Linked DNA regions of Zea mays: region 1 is linked to region 2. Evidence: chromatin contacts called from public Hi-C data. All regions are on one chromosome and are shown on one strand. The core of a region is the stretch at or near the end of the contact, and the rest is flanking DNA. Distances in the headings are between cores, read along the strand shown.

The links. Hi-C and Micro-C count contacts between places; a contact is called where the count stands out from the background.
Region 1: a Hi-C map of bundle sheath shows a contact between it and region 2, with 2.7 times the contacts expected there. The contact joins the promoter of LOC100274470 here to the promoter of LOC103632673 in region 2. A contact is called at or near these places in 11 of 25 Hi-C or Micro-C datasets (bundle sheath, ear, endosperm and 4 more).

What each region holds. Positions count from the first base shown.
Region 1 is chr7:106,658,097-106,660,796 of Zm-B73-REFERENCE-NAM-5.0, reverse strand. It overlaps LOC100274470, which reads left to right and starts at 1,292. Exons shown (of 7, transcript NM_001148829.1): 1 at 1,292-1,740. The coding sequence starts at 1,355.
Region 2 is chr7:106,529,345-106,532,044 of Zm-B73-REFERENCE-NAM-5.0, reverse strand. LOC103632673 (protein STRICTOSIDINE SYNTHASE-LIKE 10) reads right to left here and starts at 1,350. Exons shown (of 3, transcript XM_008654423.3): 1 at 977-1,350; 2 at 602-874. The coding sequence starts at 1,281. It overlaps LOC103632672, which reads right to left. Exons shown (of 1, transcript XM_008654422.4): 1 at 2,284-2,700.

The sequences.
Region 1 (2,700 bases), core at 43-2,542, 130 kb before region 2:
GTCAGGGTTCTTATGCTAATGCCACAATGCCGGGTTTTAATATGCACATGACTTCTTCTATGATGGATGCTCGTAGTATACAAGAAGGATACACCAGTCTCTTATTTGGAGTTGATAAAGATGCTGCATCAGCTATTAGCCAATTACATTTTGATGGAGTGCTAGATAATGAAAATATATGACTTTACTCTTTGGTTTTTATTTTGTATAAGGACTCAAACATTCCATATTTTAGATGACAAGGTAAATTTCATGTTTATTCTATTTTTATATTTGTAACATTGCTGCTTTTCTTCGGCCAGAACTCTTTTTGTCATTTCATCAAACGCTTAGTGGCCTGAGATTCAGACATGGGGCAGGCCTCCTCGTTCCAGCTTCCCATCTTACAAATCTCGTCTAACAGCTACACGAACTCAACAGTCTATGGCAACATTGCAATCCAGCCGCACATCTCTCCCAACACCAAAGCGTCGAGCCGTGATCCTTTTTAGTCTTCACATCTCGAGCCGAGTCGAAGACAAGGTGGCGTTGCGCGTAGGTTTATATGTGTCTGTCCAGCTAATGCCTTGTTCGTTTCTGCCGGATTAGTGGGTCGAAACGATTCCTGACCGGATTGCTTCTCTAATTTATATAAACTTTGATTAGACCTTGTTCGTTTACGTCGGATTGCACCCGGAATCGTTCCAACTAATCAAAGTTTATATAAAATAGAGAAACAATCCGGCTAGGAATCGTTCCGCCCCACCAATCCGACACAAACGAACAAGGCCTTAGTTGGAACGATTCCGGGTGCAATCCGACAGAAACGAACAAGGCCTAAGGCCTTGTTCGTTTCTACCGGATTGGTGGGTCGGAATGATTCCGAACCGGATTGCTTCTCTAATTTATATAAACTTTGATTAGGTAGAACGATTCCGGGTGCAATCCGACACAAACGAACAAGGCCTAACCGATAAGATTATCACGCGTAACCAATCCAGACCGCTTCACTGTGATGTGTGTTGCGGCCAGTTCGCACGGAATTTTTTTCCCACGCCTAGGCCTGCGCCAGACCAACCCACCCGGCCACGCGCCACCTCAAAGGCCAACGACCAGCAAAAGCAGCAGACTCTCAATGGCACGCGAGCCCCACCTGCCACCTCCGATCCGTCGCCTCCACCAACCCCGCCTTATTCAAAAAATTTATTCGCCGAAACCCCTTGCCAATGCCACCTCGCCGCCTCCGCCCGACCCAGCAAAAAGGCACGACGACCTCTACCTCTACCTCGCCGCCACCGTCACCGTGGCCCGCCGCCATATAAGTAAACCCTCGCCTCGTCCTCCTCCCAGGCTCGCCACCCTCCGCCTCCGACACATGGCCCACCCGCACCTCGTGCTCCCCTCCCCGAAGTCCCTCCTCCCCGCCGCCGCAACTCCATCGCGCCGCGCCGTCGCCATCCGCGCGGCGATCTCCACCGCTTTGTCTCCGGCCAAGGCGGCAGCTGGAGCAGAGGCGGTGCGATCGATCCGCGCGCGGCAGATCGTGGACAGCCGCGGGAACCCCACCGTCGAGGTCGACCTCGTCGCCGGGGACGGACGCCTCCACCGCTCCGCGGTGCCCAGCGGGGCGTCCACGGGGATCTACGAGGCGCTGGAGCTCCGCGACGGTGACAAGGCCGTATACGGCGGGAAGGGCGTACTCCAAGCTGTGCGCAACATCAACGAGGTTATCGCGCCTAAGCTCATAGGCGTCGATGTGAGGTGAGCTGGATATCACTGTCTCGGATTGATTTCTGTTCGAATGATGGATCTGTCTGTTTGATCACCAGTGTGACTGCTGCAAAGTGGGTAGTTGGAAAACGTGGTGTGCGTGTGTCATTTGGCTGTGATCCATAGTTGAACTGCATCAGTTCATGGGGGTTTAGTGAGCTGATTAGTTTGACTCCTATCTGAAAATGATGCTTTGGATCTTCTCGTGACTACCCTAAAAGTTTGAAGTAAAATGTGGCTAAATTTGTGGGGGACATATCCTTTGCAATCACTCATTTGGTGCAATTGTGCATTCAAATCATTCAGAACATCTAATCTAGATTCAATGGTTTCATATGGAAGGGGTTACAAATGTAAAATAGTTACTAGGTTTTAACTAGAAGGGGTTAAATGTAAAATAGCAGACACCATTGGATTTTGATTGGATGCACTAGATCGCTTGATAAATAGCAGTCATCGTTAAATGTAAAATAGCAGTCACACTTGCACCAACATGATTAATTACACCGGACATGTTCCCAAATTTGTGGAAGTGCATATGTATGCCATACTTGGTTTATTTACATGTTGGGAACTTATTGGTTTTGTAGGTCATGGAGCAAACTTGTGTGTAGTTTGGTTATATAGGAATTAGGTGCTTTTGTACTTTTGATTGGCTGCTTGTAATATGCTTTTGTCCAGCTGCTGCTTCAGCAGCCTCATCTCGCAAATTTACTGTACTGACAGTCACCAACAGCTGCATTTACCAGCAGCCAAACGGACCCATAATATTTTTTGACAGAAAGCAACAAGGAGAACCCTAATGTCCTAAATAACTTGACATGCATTCCTGAACAACAGTTTTTACAGAAAGCAACAAGGAGAACTCTAATGTCCTAGGTAGCTTGATGTCAAGGTATGTCCGATGATAGATGTAGGATATTTTCCAGTATTTGGATTATTAAGGGTTTG
Region 2 (2,700 bases), core at 101-2,600:
CTCCGCTCCGCACAGTACTTGTCAACACTACACCTTTTTGTCTGTATGTATGTACTTGCGGCAAATCATAAAAGGAGAATTAAAAAGATACGGTGCGTACGCGCATATACGCAACATCTACTACGTCCGTACACGTATACAGGCGGCCCGCGTGTGTCGTTACTGCAGTACATTATTAAGAGCATCTCCAAGAGACTAGCTAAATAGCTTGTCAAGCTAAATTTTAGATAATTAATAGCATAATAGCTCTCCAACAGAGTAGCCATTTAAGTTGCTAAGCTATCTCACTCTCTAAATTAACTCCCTCACTAGCCAAATTTGGCTAGCAACTCTCGTTAGCCAAGCTAAATTATATTTTGGAGAGTCTGTTGGAATAAGATGTTATATATAGAGTTTAATATTTATGGAGAAACAAATAAAGAGTCAAATAGAGAGTAAAAAATAAAGAGTCTCTTGGAGATGCTCTAAGGGCTCTGGTTCGGTTCCTCGGGAACGAGTTCTATAGCTATAGGAACAGTTTTCAGTTGAAATGGTTCGCAAATGCTAGCTGTGTGCCTGTGTGTGCGTGGCGCGGGATCGGATAGGATCGGACCGTACGTACCTCCGCTGGTACGTGGCGCTGCTGTCGGTGAAGTAGACGAGGCCGGTCTCCTGGTCGACCTCGACGGCGTTGACGAAGTTGAGCGGCGCGCCGCCGGCCTCCGTGGCCACCGCCTCCGCCAGGCCGCCGCGGCGCCCCACGCGCATCAGCCCCAGGTACGCGTCGCCGTAGTAGAGGTCGCCGGACGCGCGGTGGAACTGCAGGCCCAGCGGCCGCCCGCACGCGCTCTCCGGCACCACCAGCCTCTTCTTCGCCGCGCACATGGCCACCGTCCTGTGCTTTGCAGCGACAGCAGCGTCACCGGCCAATAGATAGACGACCAATGCAACGTGCGTACGGCCGGCGCGTGTATATTATATATAAATATATACGTACTCGTGCTTGTGGTTGTGGGCGAACTCGGTCCACCCGCGCTGGGCGCCGCGCCACCGGAGGATGCGGCCGTTGGAGACGCCGGTGAAGGGCCCGTCGCCGCGGTGGTCGAAGGCGAGGCTCTCGGGCCCGAACGCCGGCCGGCCGAGGCGCACGGGGAGAACCCTCTGGCCCACGTAGATGGACTTCATCTCCTCGTGGCAGCTGGCCATGGACGGCAACTGCACAAGCAGCAGCAGCAGCAGAAGAAGACCCAGAGACGAGGAGGAGGAGAGGGAGAGCTGGAGCAAGGTGGAGGGAGCCTCCATGTTCTTGGGAGAGAAAGAAAAAAAAAAGAAGCCTTGCTTGCTTTCGGTATATGCTTGTGTTTTGTTTGTGTGTCCGGACAGGCATGTGCCTCTTATATACAAAGTTGTCAGGCTCATGACCCGGCGGGCGTCGGAGTTCGGAAGTGCACACTGCACAGACAAGTAAGACAACTGTGCCCATGACAGATCAAGGTACTGAAGCATCCTACTACCTATTGGGCTTGTAAAAGTCGGCCTTTGCGAACGCGAGCCGTGTGGCGGGCCGCGCCTAGGGTTTTGCAATCCGGCAAAAAAAAAATGAAGACGGAACGGAAGAGCTTCCTTCACGTTGCCTGACGTACTAAAGACGGAACCAAGAGTACTAAAGAAAGGACGAAACTGAGCGCCCGTCAATGCCTTGCCTGACGTCGACAGTGGGCGTCTTGGCCGGCCGCCCGGCCTCGCCGCCGACCGCGTAAAAAAGTCCCTGCTCAGCGCCACCGAGTTCCCCGTCGTAAAAAGGTCTCGGACGTGCCCGTCCGGCCGCCACGGATGACGGACCCAGTGCCTCGTCTGCAGCTCGCCCAGCGCCGTGTGGGCAACTACCACGTGCGTGCTGTCGGGGCGCACCACCACGCCCGCCGTTCGGGAACGAGAGCCTCGCCTGGAGTAAGAGGAGCACGGCGACACGGCGGCACGGCGCGAGCGGTGGTCCTACCGCAGCAGGCGCCCAGGGCCACCACGCGCATGTGGTCGCTGCATTGCAATTGCAAGCAAGCGTTGCCATCAGTGTTGGTAATCGCTGGGATGAGATAGCCGGTGAGATCATGACGACTCGTACAACTATTCCACGAGTTCATGTGTGAGATGTCATGCCGCGCTAGCAGCTCGCAGGTACCAAAAATAGAATTAGGCCCCGTTTATTTGTTTGGTTGGAATTGAATTCCATTTCAATAATTATAATTTAGACAAAACTAATTATGAACATATATGTAATATATTTATATATTATCTTAAATCATATGAGAGAGACAGTTATATACTATATATATGTTATAGCGAAGCAAGTAGAAAAGTGTGTTATAATTTGTACATCAGAAAAATAGCATGTAAATCTATAGAATCAATTTCCATCTCTCACCCCATGAATTTGAGATGGACTTATTGTTAGCAACACCTGGGAAGGGGGATCCAAGAGGAAGAGCTCAGAGGAGAATAAGACTTGGAGAAGGGAATAGCTGGGAGGAAGACGAGTTTATCTGATATTTGATAGCTAAATTGTTCATGCCCCTATTACACAAGTGTTTGTCTTTTATATAGTACTACTCGAACATCAAGCGACCCATAGATAGCGGACCCACTACTTGGCCCATATTGGCTCAGTAACCTTGGCGTTTGGACGATGGACTCTCACGTGCCGTGGCTTGTTCTCGTTGTCTG